Regions from separate parts of the Gossypium hirsutum genome. Here region 1 is linked to region 2. A link is a contact called in public Hi-C data. All regions are on one chromosome and are shown on one strand. Each heading gives the region's core, a stretch centred on a gene start, on an enhancer-like site or on the middle of the called end of the contact. The rest is flanking DNA. Distances are from core to core; before and after follow the strand shown. Region 1 holds the start of LOC107951814 (a long non-coding RNA gene). Region 2 has its middle 12 kb from the start of LOC121231044.

Region 1 (6,320 bases), core at 1,293-3,792, 150 kb before region 2:
AATAGACTATGTCTATTTATAGGCTTGTAAAGCCATTTTCTAGTAAGACTGAAACACCTTATTCTAATCAATATAAAATAGATGGAGTTTAATAAGGTTTAAAAAACCTTATTCTAAAATAAAATAAAAAAGTGTAGTTCTATATAGATTTTACTTTTATTTTATTTTACCACTATATTTTATTTTAATAATGATACGGGTCATTTAATTCTAACACTATAAATTAACCGTCAAATAAATGGTTATTGAAGGTACACGGTCCTCCATCAATGACTCTAAATCAATTTTTGTCCAGATATGTGATTGTAACTCTTCTAGGACGCCAAATGTTCGCATCGGTGTTCCTTATAGACTAAAAATGGACAATACTAGTCATAAGGAAATACCCAACCAAACATTATCATAGGTTGCCGTTGTAGACTCCTCCACCAAATTTATTTTCCAAGGTTCCTCTTCATCATCATCATCAATAGTAAGACTTACTAGAATGTCCTCCGTAGAATGTCCTCCGTAGATCTAGTTGAAAAGGAAGGAAAGAAAAATAAAAGAAAAGATGACATGTGGTACAAGAGCAAACATCTAGATTATATGTACTTTACCTAACATTTTCCATAAATGAATTGTCTTGCATAAATCTAGTTTAAAAAGAAACAAAGAAAGAAACGAAAAGGTGACAAACGTGCTATCTAGATTATATGTATTTTACCTAACATTGCCCGTAAATTGATTATATATATCAATGCAGTTGTTAAAAGTCCTATTCACCAATTCTAATGCATTAGATGATAATACTTAATACTATACTAATCTTTATAAACCAACAAAGTGAGAGAGTATTGGTTAAGCCACCATAGTTCAAACCCTGTTGTTCTTACTCTTGCTCGATTAAAAAAACAAAACAAAAAGTAACCTTAATAGAAACAAGATTTCCTCTATGGTAATAGATTTTCCTCCTGAAAATCAACACCATTTCCAGCAAGCTATAAGGATCAAAGCATTGAAGCACAAAAGATAATCCAAAGATTCCAAGTCAATCCCCTAAAATTTGTGTACCTTTTTGAACGAAAGCTGCATTTGGAAGTGCTTGGTTTTCAGAAGAAGCTTGGTGGGATTCTCCCTCTTCAAGTTTTTCTCTTACTGTGAAGAATCCCCTTCGAACTAACATGGTGTGAATGCCCCAGCCACGTCCATGGGCTACCTTAAATTCAATGTGGACGGCTCCTCGAGTGGTAATCCAAGACGTGCAGGTTAGGGAGGTATTCTGAAGGGCGATACTGGTAAGCTAATTGCTATTCTCTCGGGTCCCTTAAAAAATTTTGATTCTGATCTTACAGAACTCACTGCTATCAGAATTGCATTGGAAGTTTTTGTTAAGTCTGAATGGGAAAATAATAGAGATTTGGCTGTTGAGAAGGACTCAATGGCGATTATATCGTGGTGCTTCAATCCAGTGCTTCGTCAATGGAGATTTGCTGAAACGTTTAAGATTATTGATCATTGTATTATCCTCGTGCAGGATGTTAAGATTGTTTATGTTTGTAGAGAAGTGAATAATTGTGCTAAGACTAGTAAGAGCTCAATGCTTTTAGCTTGATTCGAGGTTGCGGTGAACATTACTTTTCTCGCTGTACTGAACTTTACCTTTTTATATATTAAGCTTAGAAAAACTCGGTAGGCATTATTAGAAAAAAAAAATAATAATACGAAAAAAAAGTGATCCATAATTAAAGTGAGGGAAGTTAAAAGAAGGGTTAGAAGAATCTCACCTAATAGATAACCCCAAAAGAAAGAAGGAAAAGGGAAAAACATAATTAAGGTGTAATCAAGATGGAAAAAGAAGGGAAAATGGACCATTAGAGAGTAAAAGAATTGGTGATAGGGAATCTTTCTCTAAAAGAAGGAAAAAAAGCTTGGAAACATGCATGATTTTGAATAATGATGATGATGTTAGACTATACTAATTAGACCTGTTATTTCATCTAGCTTTCCTGTACTGGGGGCACTTTTTAAAAAAAAAAATAAAAAAAATCAGAGTGAACCCAATTATTGACAAAGCATGGGACAATAATTAAAAAGAAAACTTTTTAATTTTGAATGTTTTCTTCAAATGAAATAAATCTAAGATGGTAAAAGAAACAACTAATTTGGATAGGATTAATAAACTTAAATTTAATTCATTTAGCTCATGTAGCTAACTTTTTTTTCAAACTATTTATACACAACAAAATGTGTAACTTTGGTTTTCTTCTTGTATATGTCGCGCGCTTATACATCAGTAGTAGTTTCAGCTTCCATGTTCAGTGCCCTACTGTCTTAATCAACTAAAACCTTAGTGGATTTCAAAAAACTAGTGAAACATAAATATTAATTAGAGTGTAAAATAAAAAAAACTTCGGAGGGGAGGTAACCCAATAGCTATGGACAAATTAAGTGAAAGGGAAATGGCAAGGCAAAGCAATAATTTTCCGCCCCCATGTGTTGGGGAAAATGGTTCAGTCACGTCGCTTTTGAGGCATAACTCTTTGTTCGAACCAGTAGATATGGGTAATATTCTTGGCACTAAATGAAGCTTCATGAGGGGAGGGGCCTGCCCTTTTATCTCAATGTAAAAGTTCGCCCAACAACGATAAATGGCAACTTTGTTGACCCTCAAGATCAAAAGCCATTTATATGCAAGAAAGTTCTGTACAACCCAAAGTGAGCCATCATTATGACAGTATCTCTAACCCTTCAATCCTGTTTCTTGGCTGCAAAATATTATCAATTGTGTATGACAATATTTTAAGGTTTTTGTGTTTGATTCCTTTAATAAACAAGCTTATTATTTATTTAACTTAATAAATGAACATAAACTAATAAAAATCTCTTTAAAATCTTATGTTTATTTATTTAATTAGTAAATCAACATAAACGAATAAAAATCTAACTGTTCATAATTTACAGCCCTATACAGACATTAGTAATGTAGAAGAAAATGCTGCATGTATGCACATGTGTAAAGGAAATTACTTCAAAGCACCAGTTTAATTCTCTTGGTTTCTAGAACTACCCTTAAAGAGGTGGCATCCAATTATCTTGTTCTTTGAAGTGGAAGAGTTTGAGATTAATTAGTATTATTTAATAGAGGCTGTGAGACAGAATGTTGCAACACGGTTACAGTAGTAGCTCTTAAGATTACCGAGATTCAAGTAGACATTCACAAAACACAAGGCAGTCACAGCTTTTCAGCTCTGGTCTATTTTCCCTTCCAAAAAGCAAATAGCTATAACACGTAGTATATAAATTAAATCCATATAATATATAAATACCCAAAAAGGACCAATGGTGTATACATATATATGAGCTAGATTAGTTGGCTGCATTAATACAATATATGAATGAATGGATCAAATAATTAAAGTAGCTAGATCAAATGATCTATGCAGCTTCATAAACGAACAAAAGAGTTGGCCTTAAAACCATGAATTCAATTTTCTAGTGAACATCTCCCAATACAGCAAAAGTTAGATAAATAGACACACATATACACATAAGAACTGTTTGTTAAGCTGCATATTGTACTTTATTATCGGATTTGTTTTATGGCTATGAATATTTGTCCTATAATCTGTCCCTGCCTTAATATATACACTTATCTAGTTTGGCTAGGTAGATCCACTTGCATATTAAAAAAACACTCCATATTTCTACTAGTCTACTACCTAAGCAAGGTAGGCACGAACATTCAGATCTGATATTGAAACGGTCTCAATACCATTGGTACAAGACAATAAATTTTGGCATAATCTAAAAGCCCTTTTCTTAGGAATTGTTGGAAAAAGGCATATGTGCCTATGTGCGCGTGTGTGTATATTTAAAGAGAAAGAGAAACCCTAATCTTAATGAAATGTAAAGAAAGCACTCTTAACATGAACCATCCAGGTATCTTATGTTATACCGATTCTATTTTGATAAAAGCTTCATTTACCTACCCAATTGAGTGAAATTTAAGCTTGGTTCAAACTAAACTTGATCAACTGGTGAGGATATCAAATAAGGGAGGGTAGGTTAAAGCCTAATTCCAGTGGTCCTTGTATAGTCTGGAATTTTAATGCTTCATAAGTCCGTAGTAACCCTATCATAATTAAAAAGAAAAAAGAAAAAAAATTGAAAGCAATGGAATATTTGGGTGGGGTTAGGAAATGTATAAAAATGACTGAAGTTAACATTTTACCAATGGAAGTATAAGTGCTGATATCTGCTGGAATTTTATCTACAAATATCAAGTAAGAGCTTTTTGAACCTCAAGACCAGAAGCGTGGAACCTACAAATGGGGGGGCACACTTTACTACAATAAAACAAAGTCAAAACAATTAAGATAAAAGGATCCAAAACAAAATCTCATAAAAATTCAGCAAAGACAAGAATCTATACCTATAGAAAATTCCAAGTACCAAAACAACAGTTATATCATCCACTTTCTGTCTCTCTCTCTCTCTCTTCTTACAGTGTTACGGCAAATTTGGAGTAACTTTTTTTTCTAAATATTCTTTGAGGTAAAAAGAAGCAGTTTGCAGCAGAATTATAGCAATGGAAGCCTGCAACCACGAGAAAGATAGACCAGATACAGAAAAGGGTTGTGAAATAATGGTTGTAGTTATAATTAGAAAATAATCAAGATACATCCAATGATAATTCAAGCTTGAACATCTCTCCATATGATTGAGAGAACAAAAATGCAATAATAAAAAAAAAGCCATTTAGGGTTAAGAAAAATCTTTGTTATTTAAATAAAAAAAGAAAGGAAACAATTTATCTCCCTTTCAGAGGCAAATCATGTCAAAGAAAAACTTAAACTCAGTGCATCAAAAACTCTTAAAGTGGATTAGAAAGACAAGAGAGAGAGAGAGAGAGAGAGAGAGAGAGAGAGAGAGAGAGAAAGGGTAAGATGAAATCAGAAAAACAAATAATCAAGCACACAAAGTAGCATTTTCAAATCCCAGAACAGATGGATCTTGAAAATTTTCTCTTTGACCCTGTCCGTATCTTCCCACAGCTTTATTGAACCGCAACGACATACATACATACTCACATACCGCCTATATAAGCAACACAAAATAACAAGGAAAGGTGTAAGACGAAGTTGCAGTTCAAGAAAGCTGTGGAAGAATACAAAGAGGGCCATGTTCCTTTTGTTTATCTTTAATGGTCGTCAGCCATTATAATGATAAAACCCTAAAAGCTCCAAAGACAGCCATGTCTGTCTAAACAAAAAGAAAAAAGGGTAAGAGAAAGAAGAAAAGGGGGAGATAATAGGATGTAAAGGGATGAGAGAAGATTGGGTATTTATAGCAGAAACGAGGGGGACTTTTTTTTTTTACCACCAATCCCAAGAAGAATATTGGGAGGGATTGAGGGAGGCTCATTAAGATTTACTGAACCCTAGCTTTTTACTATTTCTTTTATTATTCCAACTTATTTTTTATGTTATAAATTAAAAAGCTGACTACGTTTGTTTCGTTTTGATCCCATTAACCCTAACAGCGGGAGATTTATTATTTCTTTATTAATTAACGTGTGGCTTGGATGCATATCGCCGGATCTGACGGTGCCTGTTACCCTAGTGGGGGCAAACATGTGGGCCCCCTGTTTAGATCTGTCCATACATTTGCAACAATTTAACCCGCCCACTCGCTCTGACGGCAACTGCATTTTACGGATTTCTGTTCCAAAATACACATTCATTATATTAACCAAAAATAATTTATTTATCAGCCATTAATATTTTTTGAAAATTTAATAAAAACTCTTTATAAATAAAATAAATCTTTAGGTCAAATCAAGCAAATATTATTATATAAATAATAAATTTTAAATTCTAAAAAATATTAAATGTAATATCTTAATATAAAATTATTTACAATTTTAATTCAAAAAATAATTCCATCATAGTTTAATAAATTGTTAGCATTCATCTTAAATTTTTTTATTCAACATTGTTAGGAAGGTTTTATTTAAATATTACTTCTAGTTTTAAATATGACTACACAACACCTAAAATAAGTAAGAATGCTTATGATTATAAAAAAAAAAAACAAATTACTAGAAAGAATAAGAGATAAGAGAATTCATCAATATTATTAATTGCAAATTTTATTAAGGTTTGATGTAATGAAGGAGTGCTTGTTTATACCCATTAGAAAATTTTGTGCGAGGAAAATAAGAAAGGCTAGCAAAAGTTCAATATAATAAATAAATATGATTTTGATTGAAATAATAAGTTGAGTTATTAAGGATAATTATGTTTTGGGTTCGAATCCCATTATTTACTAAAAAAAAT
Region 2 (6,550 bases), core at 1,593-4,092:
CCCCACAAAGTTGATGGAATAACTTCCTTGACTTATTAATCTTGCTTCATACTAAATGAGCTCACTAGTCAATGTATTAACATCTCACTTATCTTTAATAATGTTATAGTTAAATTGAAATGACAATAATTTGGAGGTGTTAAGTTCAATATAAATTGTAATAAAAAGGAGTCATCAATCGTAATCCCTAAAATCTTTAACTTTGCTGCAATATTAGTCATCTTGACGATATGTTCTAGCATTCCCCTCAACCCATTGAACTTCATGATCATGATTTGTGCCATAAAAGTACCAAAGAATGGCTTATCTGCATAATGGAAACGTTAATGTAAGATTTCCTTTCACACTTTCAGTTTGTGGAATTGTAGTCTTAATGTTGTTGGCAATAGAATTTCACAAAATAAACATAACTCTCAATCTGTTTGACCATTCCCAACTTATTTTTTGTACAACTTCTCTTACTCATTGATTAAGTCAATAATAGCAATAGGTTTTTCTTCTAATAATGTTTAATCAAGACCCAAAACACTTAAATAGTACTTGTTTACTACATTTAAAGAATAACTCGTTAAATAAAGCAATAGATGAGGCTTGTGAATGATTGAAATAGTTGCAAAATAATAAAAGTAAAAAAAACATAAATGCTCAAAATAATGAAATTACTTTTGAGTTCAAATAAACAAATAATGAAGTAAATCCTAGTTCTCCTTTGGGCAAATACTACAATATACTATCTTAAATAAAAGCTACTAATTTTAAGGAACAAATAAATAATTTCATCATATATACATGTTACTTTTGCACATTCAAATATATATCTAAAAATTATATTAATTTATCACCATAATTTTCACAATCCATTGAATAAATAATTCACCTTTGAGCAAATTTTAGAGTTCTAATAAATAGTGAAAGTTAATTATCTATTTTTCCATTATAAACATTTCACTAATTATATGGATATTAACAACTTCTACATGCATAATTTAATTGATATCTATGAAAACTTTCTAATTTGAACACTTTGGTGACTAATAAATTACATATCACATACATAACTTGTATAGGAACTTTTAATCCCCATTTATATAAAATGCTAAAACACACATTATAATATATCCTCAATTTTCATTATAATACTTAAAAATAATACATGAGAAATAAATAATTTTATATTAATTATAAATTTAGAACATAATAAATAATTAAACTTAATAAAAAATTTAAAATAAATAAATATATTACATTATCATAAATCGTAATGCTAAAACATAATAAATAATAAATAATATCTCCATCAACCTCACTTTGACTTTTTAAACAATAAGCACGAATTAAAACATTTTAAAGCATAAAGTCTTGACACTCTTATCTTCCAAATTGCCAAGAGCCAACCACATTCTAATATTAAATCGCAACAACATACAAGAGATGCTGACAATAAAATCAATGACATAAAATAAACCTTAGTCATTAACTTAAAATAAACCTTGCTCAAAACAAAATCTCTTTTTAAGTGATTGAAATCGCGATAATATAAAGTAATTAAAAATAAAATTAATCTATTGATTAAGTCTTAGCTTAATTGGTATGGATATCGTTACTAATATAAGAGGACGTGGATTCAAGTGCATTGAAGCGCATTATCCTCTTATTTATAAATTGGGAAGGGGTATAGTTAATTTTAAACATTGTACCAAAAGAACAGATATTATTAGAACCTCTTATTTATAAATTGGGAAGGGGTATAGTTAATTTTAAACATTGTACCAAAAGAACAGATATTATTAGAACATATAATTTTCACGAACATAGAAAATTTCATGATGCGAAATTAAAATCGACCATTGAATTTGACAAAGAAAATCACGATAAATTATTTTCTCTATCTTGACATTTTCCATTAAGGTTATACAAACCCTAAGTGATGAAGATTATAAACTTAACATTTATGTTATGTTTGGTAAGAATATTACTTTGTACACATTTAATAATTGAGGGAGGGGAATAGGGTTGTTTGGAATTGAACCCAAACTTTCATGTCTACAACATAATATTCTTACCATTAGATTAAGAAGTTGTTGGCAAGAGGTCTTATTTTTTTACCAATGATATTACTCATTTTTTAATGTTTAATTTAAATTTGTAGAAATTATTTTTTATTTTATATATAACTATTATAATACATATGTAATAAATAGGTTTATTTTCTCATATTATTATTCTCATAACTAAATGAGGTATTAATGTGATATGTTTATCAAATAATGGAATGAATAAATAGAACTTAATTTCTATTAAAGTAAACAACTTAATCCATTTAAATTTGACTTAAATGAGTGTATAAATTTATTGAAATTTTACAACTAGTGAATTAACCATGGCATGAAATTTTGCCAAATCCAAAGGCTTGTCGGATATAATGGTGGAGGGAAATGCATATGTGATTATCTCTAAATTGAAGAATAACAGATTAGATCTCATGGTGCTAGGACACTTCCTTCAACTTAAAGACACTTTTAGCAAGTCTTGGTTGTAATTAACTTTTAGAGTTTGATTTTAATTATCCCGTAAAAATTCATAATTACATAATGAATGATGCTATTCAAGTTCATAATTAATAAAATATGTTGTGTTTACTTTCTTTCTTTCTTTTTTTTTTTTTGAAATTAGTATAATATTGTTTTAAATTTGGCTTATGTGTTCTTATATTTCTTTCAACGTTTAAATTTCCTATCTAGCAAAGCACAAGGTGACAAATGCATGAAAACTGCGTGTGCTGGTATGTCAGTGTATCACTAATGCTGTCTAATTGTTCCAACGCTGATATAAATAATCACACATGCCCGACACGATTGAACTCCAATTGTCCTTTTGGTTTAACCCACAACTTTGTCTTTCCTCTTATCCCCTCTACTTTTGCTTTTCTCCTCTTCTTTTTTTTCCCCTTTTTTTTTTAATTTTATTTTTAAATTACTAATAGGTTAAAATCTACTTCTGGACCCTCTACTCTTCAACCATTTAGAATTTAGTCCTTTCATTTTTTAGATTTAAAAATACAAGTCTAATTGTTAATGTTGTTTATTTCAGCATCATTTTTCTTGTTGCATTGTTATCAAAATGAGTATATATTTATTTCAAATGGTTAAATTATTGAATTTAATAAAAAGAATTTAATGATGTTAATTATTAGACCAAAGCTTTGAAATCTAAAAAATAAAATAAAAATCAATTTCTTAAAAATAAAAATTAAGAGATTAAATTTTAAATTTACAAAAAATACAAAAGCTTATAACATATTTTAACTTTATGCACCAAAAATGACATTAATTTTAATTTAGACTTCTCAAAAAAAATTATTGTTATAATCCATAACAATTAATAACTCATGAATATACGGGATTAATAAACATTAAAGATATTTAAAAATATTAATAATATATCAGCAATATGGATGGAGTACAACTATTATTATAAAAGTTTTGCTTGAGTTTATTATTATTGGTATATTGCATCTTTAATGAAAGAATATTGGTTCAAACTTTAAAAATAATATTATTAAAAGAGACAATTATTAATAAAATCGATTTAGTTTTAAAATAATGTAAAAAATTGTTTTACAAAATAAATAATATATACGGATAAGGTTATATTTGTAATTAACTTTTTTTTTGAAAAGTAAATTTATATTCCTTATTTGTAACTCCCCACGTTTCTCTTATAAGAAGTTTTAACGCTTTTTTTAACTTCTTTGTCGTACTTGTATTATTTAATATATAAATAATTTATTAATTAGTTTCACTTATAGAATGAATGAACATGGACAAGTACTAACAGCTCTCATAGATATCTAAGCTCAGTCTAACCTAATTATTCACCTATTCTTTTCATATCTTTTTTACAATTTATGTTTAGTATTTATGATTCTCTCTTTTAATAATTTCATTTTTAAAATTTTAATTTATATTTTTTTAAATGAAATATTTCTTATCACTACATTCAACATTTATTAGTATTTAGTTTTTTTTTAAAAGAGATTAATTTAATATAAAAAGACAATTTTTTGAAAAAAAAATTTAAAAAAAACTATTTGGGTGATTGTGTATAGAATGAAAGGATTCATCCCTTGTAAATTTATTATTCACAATACATAGTAATTTTCTATCATATTAATATTTACTGCTAATATATATAAAAATAATTATTGAGCAGGGTTGGATAATGCAATGCCATTGCCCAATGGTGGGGTAAATTTTTAGACAGAACATTTTTTTCTGTCTAGTCTTTATCTTTTATTGTATTTTATGTATGTAGAGAACTTTTTTAAAATGTCGGAAAACTTACGCATTAGGGCAAGTAGCTAAGCCTATAAATGTATGTAACCACCATGTAAAGTTCTTTTATAAAACTGATGAAAACCCGACCCAATATTGAGTACTGCAACCCATAAGGACTTGTAACGTTACGTACAAAACTAGGATCAAAGAAATCACATTAATGTTTTATTTTAGCTTATTTCTTTCGTGTAGTTAAATTGTTTTGCTTTTCCATGGGGAGTAATTGGCGATTTGCCTCTTTTGAGTAAAGAGGAAAATGCAATAATAGTTGGACCCAGGACGATTGGTTGGTCTTATTCTGAACTGGAGCTTTTTAGTTGGATGAATAGTCTGTTGTATAATTCTATTCCATTTCTACCTAAAAAAAGATGAATTTTTTGGGCCAACCCCTCTGAGATATCTATAATGGTACGAATCAGTGCTAGAAAGCCTAGTATTTTTGTTTTCTAATGAATCGTCAGGAGGGTGGGCCAATTTTAGATGTTCTTGAAATTTGATACCAGCTAAAGTTTTTATTCTTTTGATAAATTAAAATTAGCATGGTTGATACATAATAGCGATGCTTACTTGTTATTAGTAATTAATGCCCTCCTCGTAGTATTTTTTCAAAGAGGTAAACAATTAGTTAATTTAATTTTTTCACCGCTTTCGTTATCGGTGTGCGAACACCAAGGCAGAGAGAATCAACACTAATATAACAATAAAATCAGAATAACTAGGTGTAGTGTCTGCAAGTGTGACATGTCAATTGTAATATTTATAATGTTCAATGGAACACTTGAGTATTCCAAGGATCAAACTCAAAGAAGTCAGCAATTTAATGATTCATTCTCGACAAGCATGCAATGAAGGATTTGAACCCAAAGGAGTCAACAATTTAATGATTCCTTTTCGACAAGCATGGAATAAGGATTTTAACTAGCTACTCACTAATTTCTATATTATAACGAAGCATAATTTGGATGTGAATTACTTTAATTAACCACTTAATATGCAAAAGGACTAAATTGTAAAACTAGATAAATTACGAAATTAACAAATTAACAAATTAATAACAAAAAACGATTGGTTGACTTCCATGTTGTTAATTAAATTTTGGATTGGGGACCTAAATTGCTTAAACTCCTAAGTGGCTCTATTTTACCTCTCAATCCCAATTTTACCAAATTAGACAAACTAGTTCGGTTTATCTCTCGATCTCACCTGACTAACCCAAGACTAATGAATTGGTCCCAATAAGATTACCTCTCGGCCTCACTTATCTTAATTTATCATTAGGGGTGTCAATTCAAAGTTTTGAAGTTCATTAAATCTAGTTCAGTTTTTGCAATTTAATCCATGTACCAAAATCTAACTAAGCAACAATAACGTCAACCAACCACCATAGAGTTAGCTACTCATTATCATTTCTAAACAAACAACAATCAAATAAACGCCCAAAGCATACATTAATTTAAGTGCAAGATATAAGGTTAACAAAACTTAAGGTTTTCTTGAAAAAAGTTTGAAGGAGATAACAATGGTAGTGAAGATGATGCACATGTACACTAAAAATTAGAATTTTATCTAAGAAACTGAAAATGGAACTAAGCTATATTAAAAGCTTGGGATGAAAATGAAAATATAATGTAAAAATTTAAGTTCTTAAATGTAAATATCGTCTAGCTATAGTAAAACTAACTAACTAAAAATTAGAAAAGTAAAGTAAACCCCAAAAAAGGAAAAAGAAAACCTTAAAACTAAGCTAAAGAGATGAAAGAAAACCTAAACTAAATAGTTGAAAGAAAACCTAAACTAAAGCTCTCCTCCTTTTCTCAGCCAAAAGTAGCTTTTAATATCTGATTTCAACCCAAAATTTTGGATCAAAATGCCCTTAAACCTTAATTTTGATTTGTATGGGTGTTGGACAAAAACTACCCCTGCAATCATTTTTCTCCTCATTAGACATCGGTATCGCGATACCCAAACTTCGATATGGTGGTACCCAACGGTATCACGGTACACAAGTCAGTATTGAAATTGGGAGCCTTGGTATCGTGATATCACTGGAGTTGGCCTCAATTTTGTTCGTTTCAACATTGTTAGGGGTATCACAACTTCCATGCTTCGATACTGCGATACCCCCTTCTAGGTGATGTTTTTTCTCACGTTAGGGCCACCATTGACTCCCTACAACACTCAATCAATTGTTAGGTTCCCTACGGCACATTTGG

The links. Hi-C and Micro-C count contacts between places; a contact is called where the count stands out from the background.
Region 1: a contact with region 2 is called in a Hi-C map of hypocotyl, with 3 times the contacts expected there. The contact joins two enhancer-like sites. A contact is called at or near these places in 2 of 34 Hi-C or Micro-C datasets (hypocotyl and leaf).

Annotation. Positions count from the first base shown.
Region 1 is chrA06:10,090,398-10,096,717 of Gossypium_hirsutum_v2.1, reverse strand. It overlaps LOC107951814 (a long non-coding RNA gene), which reads right to left and starts at 5,333. Exons shown (of 2, transcript XR_005928387.1): 1 at 4,415-5,333; 2 at 2,155-4,328. Within about 2 kb of position 2,542, at least 6 of the 9 cell types and tissues checked have an H3K27ac peak or open chromatin away from gene starts, as enhancers often do. A contact at or near this core is called in hypocotyl, where this site is marked.
Region 2 is chrA06:9,941,628-9,948,177 of Gossypium_hirsutum_v2.1, reverse strand. No RefSeq gene overlaps it. Among protein-coding and RNA genes, the nearest start is that of LOC121231044, 12 kb to the left of the region's middle. Within about 2 kb of position 2,842, at least 2 of the 9 cell types and tissues checked have an H3K27ac peak or open chromatin away from gene starts, as enhancers often do. A contact at or near this core is called in hypocotyl, where this site is marked.